Linked DNA regions of Mus musculus: regions 1 and 3 are each linked to region 2. Evidence: chromatin contacts called from public HiChIP or PLAC-seq and promoter capture Hi-C data. All regions are on one chromosome and are shown on one strand. Each heading gives the region's core, a stretch centred on a gene start, on an enhancer-like site or on the middle of the called end of the contact. The rest is flanking DNA. Distances are from core to core; before and after follow the strand shown. Region 1 has its middle 27 kb from the start of Fam72a. Region 2 holds the start of Eif2d (eukaryotic translation initiation factor 2D). Region 3 holds the start of C4bp (complement component 4 binding protein).

The links. Promoter capture Hi-C pulls out the DNA fragments that hold promoters and counts their contacts. HiChIP or PLAC-seq counts read pairs in DNA pulled down with a chosen protein or histone mark.
Region 1: a promoter capture Hi-C map of hippocampal neurons shows a contact between it and region 2, with 4 times the contacts expected there. The contact joins the enhancer-like site here to the promoter of Eif2d in region 2. A contact is called at or near these places in 6 of 39 promoter capture datasets (the 3T3-L1 cell line, 3T3-L1-derived adipocytes, the C10 cell line and 3 more), 1 of 15 datasets of contacts at CTCF or cohesin (pro-B cells), 3 of 484 Hi-C or Micro-C datasets (the G1E-ER4 cell line, bone marrow-derived macrophages and regulatory T cells), 4 of 115 datasets of contacts at active chromatin or transcription factors (embryonic stem cells, microglia and pancreatic cancer cells) and 3 of 9 other capture datasets (adipose tissue, liver and macrophages).
Region 3: a contact with region 2 is called in an HNF4G HiChIP or PLAC-seq map of pancreatic cancer cells. The contact joins the promoter of C4bp here to the promoter of Eif2d in region 2. A contact is called at or near these places in 1 of 39 promoter capture datasets (pre-B cells) and 1 of 115 datasets of contacts at active chromatin or transcription factors (pancreatic cancer cells).

The regions. Positions count from the first base shown.
Region 1 is chr1:131,553,818-131,556,712 of GRCm38.p6, reverse strand. No RefSeq gene overlaps it. Among named protein-coding and RNA genes, the nearest start is that of Fam72a, 27 kb to the right of the region's middle. Within about 2 kb of position 1,367, at least 66 of the 459 cell types and tissues checked have an H3K27ac peak or open chromatin away from gene starts, as enhancers often do. A contact at or near this core is called in bone marrow-derived macrophages, hippocampal neurons, pancreatic cancer cells and 2 more, where this site is marked.
Region 2 is chr1:131,151,727-131,154,549 of GRCm38.p6, reverse strand. It overlaps Eif2d (eukaryotic translation initiation factor 2D), which reads right to left and starts at 1,343. Exons shown (of 15, transcript NM_001136070.1): 1 at 1,125-1,343; 2 at 131-321. The coding sequence starts at 1,180.
Region 3 is chr1:130,660,143-130,662,995 of GRCm38.p6, reverse strand. C4bp (complement component 4 binding protein) reads left to right here and starts at 1,378. Exons shown (of 10, transcript NM_007576.3): 1 at 1,378-1,548.

The sequences.
Region 1 (2,895 bases), core at 118-2,617, 400 kb before region 2:
GCGGGACCCTTAGAGTTGCACAGGCTAGGATGCAGGGGGGAGGAGAAAGGAATCTCCATGACTCAGAGGAGAGATGCGGAGGGAAACATGTCAGTGTGCAGGCCGACTTGGTGCTGGAGCAGCTGAGAGTGCTATATCTTGTAGTAATTGTTGCAGTAATTCTCTCCATCCCTAATATGCCCTGGCAATGAAAACACGACTCAATTAATATGAATACATTCTGTGCGCCTAGATTAGGTAGATCTACTGCTACACTACCACCTTCCACATCTATGAGACCCCTTAGAATCCACAGGCAGCAGAAGGAGACTGTACCATGCTGGGTACAGCTTGAGCATAGGAGACTTCAAAGCCTGCCTCCACAGTGACACAATTCCTCCAAGGCCACATTTTCTAATGGCTTGTAGTGGTTTGAATATGTTTGACCCAGGGAGTGGCACTATTTGGAGATATTGCTTTGCTGGAGTAAGAGCGTCCTTGTTGGGGTGGGTTTTGAGATTCTCATCCTAGCTGCTTAGAAGACAGTCTGCTCCTGGCTTCCTATGGATGAAGATATAGAACTCTCAGTTACTCCAGCATCATGTCTGCCTGGATGCTGCTGTGCTTCCTGCTATGACGATTATGGACTGAATATCAGAACCCATAAGTCAGTACCAATTAAATGTTGTCCTTTATAAGAGTTGCCATGGTCATGGTGTCTTCACAGAAATGGAAACCCAAAGACAGGTCAAGCACTCAAACACATGAGTCTATGGGGCCATAGCTATTCAAACCACCACAACTAATTTTTCATAGAAAGATATCACTATATACATGTATTGAAACTTTGTGTGTGTGTGTGAGAGAGACAGAGACACAGAGAGAGACAAAGAGAGACAGACCTACACACAAACACATACACAGACATACAGAGAGACAGACACACAGAGAGACAGACAGAGATACAGAGAGAGACAGAGACAGACCTACACACAAACACATACAGAGACACACACAGAGACAGACACACAGACAGAGACAGAAAGAGACAAATAGAGACAGACAGACCTACACACAGACACATACACAGACACACAGAGATAAACACAGACACAGGGAGAGACAGACTTACACACAGACATATATTATATATGTATATATAAATATATATATGTATATATAGAGAAACAGAGGCATATGTATACATATATATGTTATGTATATATAGAGAGACACACAGACAGACAGAGGCAGGCAGGCAGGCAGACAGACAGACAGACAGACAGACGCACGCACGCACGCACGCACGCACGCACGCACGCACAAGAATAGAACTCAATACGTAACTGTATCACCGGGAACAAAGCCTTCTCTATTCCTGTTCAGTGTCTGGCTAAAGGACAGCAGGTGGCAGCAGAGTCCAGCCTGGGGTTGTAGGAGCAGCTAGAGAGAGAAGCAGTTTTTGAGTAAAGCCTTCCCTCTGAAAAATCTTAACACGAGAATAAAAATAGAACAATGAAGAGCTGGTGCCACGAGCTCCAGTCACTGCAGAGCCTGATGTCATTCACTGTCTGCCATCTGCAGAGCCTTGTCCTTCCAGGAGAAAGCAATGGTCCCAGGCTCTGAGTGGCCCCTCCCCAGCTTTGCTCAGGTCACAGGATGAAGCTGGCTCAGCAGGAAAGGGGCTCTGGGCAAGCGGAGCTGGAGGAAGGACTGATTTTTAGGAGACTGCAGACAATAAAGAGAAACAACAGAATGCTAAGTCAAAGGAGGTTGTCGCAGGAGACTACAAAATGCATGGTGCCACTGGAAGAAAAGTTCAGAAGAGGCAAATCTAGAGACAGAAAGAGATTAGTGGTTGTCCAGGGCATGGGGAGGTGGTAACTGTGGCAGAGCTTCTAATGAAGACCTACTTTCTTGACAGGATGGAAAGATCCTGAAATTTGACTATGTTAGGGGTTGTAAAATTCTCTAAGTATGCTAAGAATCATTGAGTTCTACATTTGAAATGGGTGAAATTTATAGAATGTACGTTTTCTTATAAAGATAGATCATAGGCCTGGCTTCTCTCTCTTACTTGCTATGGTCCCTCAGTTTCTTTTCTATACCTACAAAAATTAAGTCAGGATAATCTAACGAAGGCTATAAAAATGTCAGTCCATAGTGAACATGGAATTCGTGTCATTTTGTTTTCCTGGTAAGATGACATTTTATCTCAAAGCTTAGCTGTGTCATGTTTTGCTTTTGATACAACGACAAATGTCTCCACTGCCTTCTATTCCCACACCAGATATTTTCAATGAACAACTTTGCTTATTACACAACATTGGGAAGTCTCTGAGAACAGAAGTTAATAGTGGTGTTGTGCTGGGAAGGGTCTGAGTAGGAGGGAATATCCCTCCCTTCGACTACAAGGAGAACAAGACAGAGTCACTAGAGCATCCCTGCAGTGCAGCCTGTGCAACCATTGCACAATGGGATCCCAGTCCCCACCATTGCCAAAGGTCTCAGATCGGAGGATCAACGATGTTATAGTAAAAACCATTTTCAACTTGTAATTACTATTGTAATGATTCAGTTTCTCGAGAATGGTAATTGTATAAAATTGCTCTTGCAGTTTTCTTTTCAATACAATGTGCCTGTAAACCATGGATATCCCCTTTGTAAAAAGACACTGTAGATAGTTGAACATTTGATTATAGCAAAGTCATTAGTTTCTTGTTACACATTATTGGGTTTAATATTGTTCTTGAAAATAGTTGATGATTATGTTAAGTATAACTTTTCTAATAAAATTTGTGTTCAAGTTGTACATTTTGGAATATACAAAAAAAAAACATTTTCAGAAACTAGAATATTAGAAGAAAAACCAACACAGTACAACATTGTTCCTTTAAATTCATGTGAATTTCTATA
Region 2 (2,823 bases), core at 94-2,593:
AATTCTGTGTTTATTTCATTTGAAAAGGTATGTTTATGGGGGAAAACAAAAACAAATATCACACCAAATCAACAGAGAATAACGTGTTTCACCAGGGCTGCAGTCTGGGCATTTCATCTGGTTACCATACCTGTTGGATACAAATTTTTCTCCAGTTCAAATAGGATGGGGTTACCACCACTCGTGTACACAGTCACCGAATCCCCTTTGTGAACATACAACTTCACAACATTTAGCTCTTCCTTTCCAGGTATCAATTCAGAGATCTGATCTGTTCCCAGGGCAGGGAAAGCAGCTGTCACATCGGCCCGGAGCTTTCTCCTGCAGAAAGCACACCAGCACGATGCACATTAATAAATACAGACATTCAGAATGACTATACAAATCATAAAGACTGAAGAAAGACTGCCTGGTTCGTGATGCCCCCTTCTCAGCTTTTCCAAATCCTATTATCTGTCTTATTCATTATTCTCAAGACCTCCTGGGCATATTATTCCATCGGAACACCTATTTTCACTAAGCAACCAAAGTTAGTCTTTAGAAAGTCATTGGAAACACAGATGACCTCACATGCTGTCCCCACTCCTGTCTTAGACTGGTTGGCAATCTGTCAACCTCTCATTAAAAGGCTACTATGGCACCAAGAATGATACCTAAAGAAAGCTGGCTCCAAAATCCCTGCGGAGCTATCCGTGTCTACGACACTGACTTAAAAAGGAGAGTTAACATCTCTCCTTACCACAGCTTTCTTAGGCTCTGCCACCTCAGGGCACGGACCTCTCCGACACCAGTCTCTCCGGCCAGGAATAATCGTTTAGGCGTTTCCCCCCCCCCCCCTATACTTTTAGTTTTGGTACACCATCTGAGTTCTCCCATGGACTCTAAACTCCATGGAGGACTTATATTCCCTCATTTTACATCTCCCACAAAACCTAGCTTGAGCCCAGTACACGCTAACTCAACTTTATTGTCCAAAAGACCAGCTGGAAGATAAAAAGAGACACCCCCACACCTTATCCTCAAAAATGTTTCTAACACCCCTGCTTGGCTCCCTGGGGTCTCTATGTGCAGCCCTACAAGTGTAGGAGCCTCGCTAGGCTAAGCAAAAGTATTCTCTCCCTCACCTGTCCGAGCCCTTGATGGCTGTGTTGGACTTGACCCGAAAGGCCTTAGCGAACATGTCTGCTGGAGTAGCTCAGGAAAGACAAGAAGAGCACAGACGCCAGGGGCGGTCAACAAAACGAAGGAGTGGCGGCTCCCGGACCCTCAACCCTGGAGGCAGCCATGCTGAGACTCGGCGCCAAAAAACAGCCTGCTAGGAACCCGGCCCTAGCCCTGATGCTGGCCCGGAACTGACGCAGCGCCAGGTGGGGAGGGGCGGGACAGACTCCGGAACTTCCGCTCCCGCTCTTCCACTTGGAACCGGGTGTACCTAGGAGCCTGCGGGTCTGTAGTTAGGGACGCCAGTTGTGCAAACAACGTCTTAGTTCTATTCTTTCTGCTCCATCCGCTTTAGATACGGCGTTGAGAAGAAACTGCCTGATTGCAGTCTATTCGACATGCGTCAAGTCCACAAAATGAACTGAGTTCATATTTTATTTTTTGAATTCATATATTATTAAACTTGCAGGTTTCATTGAATGCTGGTTCGCCCTCTTTTTAAAAATGCTTTTAAATGCTTAAAGGCTTTTATTTATCCATATCTTTATATGGTATTACAAACTAAAGGCTTCAGCTAGGATTTTTTTTTTTTTCCTCCTTGACGTTTAATTTGCACGCTGTAATAATAGCAGCAACAAGGAATACACTCCACCCTGGATTCGGTTTTGCCCAGGCTACTAGTAACAAAGTTCAATAACAAAGATGGGGCTTCCCTCAGAGAAACAACTGTGTACTCTACGGACAAGGATTTAAACTTAGGTTTAAATTAAACTTAAACCTAGGTTGCTTATGTTCTATTAAACTAGCGTTTGCATATCAGCTCTTCGGAGCAGAGTGCCCTTTCACTAACCGTAACCATTATCATAGTCGTCGTCATCATCATCATCATCCTAGTTGCTAAACTAATTTCACATTGATTGTCCAAAGTGCCTGGCAATCTCTACCTGTCATATACTAGGGCCTAGTTGCTAGCCTCAACTTCTACACCTCTGAGCCTCCAGACTTTTATTAGAAGCACCTCACCCCAAACCAAAGGCAGAGGAGCCTAGAGGAAAGCATTACCTGCAGACTCCTGTTCCTTGGACTGCTATGAAGTCACATTTAGGATATGTACCACCGAGTGTTTGTGGTCTGGAGAACTGAAGAAAATTTTAGGGGAATACTAGACATTTCAAACTGGGGAAACTATTGTAGATCCGAAGATGTCGATTGCCTTCCTAGAAATTAATGGCCAATAAGTAGGAGCCAAGATTCAGAGACATAGGCACTGCCACACCCAGTCTCTCCTAATCAAGAGCATAAATCCATACATGCTGGTTAGTTCTTTTGTGGAATTGACAAAAGCTAGAGTCATCTGAGGAGTGGGAGCCTCAGTGGAGACAATGCCTCCGTGGGAGACTGAGCTGTAGGCAAGTCTGTAGGGCATTTTGACTAAGGATTGGTGTAGAAAGGTCTAGCCCATTGTGGGTGGTGCCATCCCTGGGCAGGTGGTCCTAAGTTGTGTTAGAAAGCCAGCTGATCAAGCCAGTATGCAGCAGTTCCCCTATGGTTTCTGCTGCATTTCCTACCCTAACCTCCCTCAGTGTTGGACCTCTTACTGGAATGTATAAGCCAAATAAGCCCTTACCTCCTGGCTTAGGGTTTCTATTCCTGCACAAAAAG
Region 3 (2,853 bases), core at 129-2,628, 490 kb after region 2:
AGTAGAAAGCAGGAAAAGGACTTGAAGATACTGATAAACGATATTTGGAAGAGTGAACTGAGGGCGGTATTTCCTCCAAATCAGCTTCCGGGACTTCATAGGATCGCTTTTACATGGACTCTTATCACATTAAATCAGTCTCTTACCTTTGTGACGTGGCTGTGCTTTCTTTACCTCTAATATCCTCCTCATTTTCCTCTCAGTAATTTCTGCTTATCAGTGAAGGTGCACCCCAAATCTTATAACTTGGTCAAACTTCACGGAGGAGCTCAATTTGTGAGGCCATTAGTGTTTATTACAGAGCATAAATTATGATGTCAAAAAAATTTTTTTTCCCTATGTTGATCCAACCCAAGGATTTTGGACATATCAGACAAGTGCTCTACCACCCAACAGCATTTCCAGCCTTTGGTTTCTGAGATAGGATCTTACTATGTAGCCCAGGTTAATCTTGAAATCATAATCCTCCTGCCTCAGCCTCCCAAGTGCTACAGTTACAAGATTATACACTACATCTGGTAAGAACTAATTTTTACTACTTAGAGTTACAATTATTTATTTATATGAGGGGCATTTGGGGCATGGCATGCTTGTGGTAGTCAGAGGACAACATATACGAATTGGTTCAATCTGGGGATAAAACTCAGGTCTTTAGGCTTCATGACATGCACATTTACCCACAGAGCCATCTCACTGGTCCAGAAGTGCTTTCCAAGAGCAATCCTTGGGGCACACAAATCTTTAAACTTATTATTAACAGACTAAGGGTCCATTTCAGGACTTGACTTTATCTGTATATTTATGTGATCGCAAACACATAAATTAGCCTCTTCATTACATTTTTCTGAATATTGACGAGTGTCAGACTGACTTCTGGAGATCCTTTGGTGCCTGGTAGTGGTAGTTGCTAATATCTGTGGAGCTCTGAGTATGTTCCAGTCAGGTCAGCACACAGCAGGAACTCAATAAACAACACACATACTGTGTCTATTGTAGCTCCTGGTGATGCCTGGAGACCAGTGAAGAGTAAGATCCTCAGATCCAACGTCCCTGAGTGGGTCTGCAGTCCTGGGAAGAGAATCATTTTAGTCAGAGTGGGTCTGAACTCCAACTCAAGGTTCCTAGGCTGGTTGGATTTTGTGATGCATAACTCTTATGATTATGAAAAGACAGAAAATTCTGGCATCAAATTCCAAGTCCCCTTCTAACTTAGGGGAAATGGTTGGCAGAGAAGAAAATAAATAATTCCAACACATGATGAAGAATGAGGGCTGGGAGAGAAGGAGATTAAATAAACACTGCTGCTCTAGTCTGTTAATCATTCACCGGGACAGAGGAGACTGTCTCCCTGTCCGTCATACTCAACTGCTTAACCAGAAACTTGTGTGGGTGGAATGCAAGGATCACTTGCGTGGGTAGACTTCAGAAGCTTTTTTGATGGAGCAAGTACTGGCCAGCTTTAGGATAATATGATCAACTCTCATCTTGGGAGAAACTAGTACAGTAGAGATCCAAGTACCACCACAGAGTCTTTCTCTGCTATTGCAGGTCAGTGGGCTACTGAGCACTTGGGTGGGGCATTGTGGGTAAAGCTGGTCATCAGGTTCTTTAGTGTGTGCTCCTCTGTGTTCTATTTATTATTTTTGAGATTACAATTTAATTACATTTTCCCATTCCTTTTCCTCTCTCCAAATCTTCCCATACAGCCCTTCTTGTTCTCTTTCAAATATAGTCTCCTTTTTTAAATTAATTGTTATCACATGCATCTATTCCTAAATACAACCTGTTCAGTCCATATAATGTTACTTTTATGTATGTTTTCAGGGCTGATAATTTGGCGCTAGGAAACCAATTGCTGTGGATCTTCCATGGGAAATACCACAGCTCTTACTACCAGCTTTCCTCAGTTGCCTATAGTTCTTTGTGTAGAATCAAAGCCTCGTGGGATTCCACTGTCTAGTTTTGTATGTTCATCAGTGTTCTTGTTTGGGTCATGTTTGGGAGGTCATGTTGGTGAGACTTTTCTGATACAGTTTCTGATGTTGCTAGGTGACACAATTTCACAGTAAATTCCTTGGACCCTTGGATCCTACAATCGTTCTGCCACCTCCTCTGTAGTTTCTTCTCAGGTGCAGGAGTGTTTCTTAGATGTAGACATCAGAACTGGGACCCATAACTCTGCATTTTGATTGGTTGTAGTTTTCTGCGGTGGCCTCTGTTACAAAGAGAAGTTGGGGTTTTTCTGTTGTTGTTTTTTGTTTTGTGTGTGTGTGTTTTCTGATGAGGGGTTCAAGACTATGTGAGTATGACGATAAATATTTATAGAATGTTGTTAGAGATTATGCTGGCTTAGTAAATTAGTAGTTGTAGATTCTCTAATAACTGGAACTTCACTAGCATTGAGTAGTTAGTTAGCTAGGTTTATAGCAACAGACATGGTTGAATGGGCCTTAAATACAATTAGAGAGTTTCTGGTTACTTTCAAACAATATGTCCCACTATTACACCCTTAGGGTTACTGTATCATGTTGGTCATTGATGCATTCATGGGCATCAGAGCTGGGTAGGACTATTGGTTGCCTTTCCCCTTTTTTTGGAAGCTTGCACAATGTCTTCTAGTAACATTTAAGTCCCCAGAGAGGGGACATTCAGATCAGTTCCATTTCAGGGATCTCTTGACCTTGTTTCTGAAGTGTATGGTGTCTTCAGCAATAGAGACTTACCTTTCACTGTTAGGGCATAACAAAGGGCAATAGCAAGAGGCTGTATGTCTTGGGAGTCTCTTGGACAGCCCAAGATAAAAACTCAAAAAAGGGATTCTTATGTCTGGTATTGAGGGTTTTGTTAGTTAGT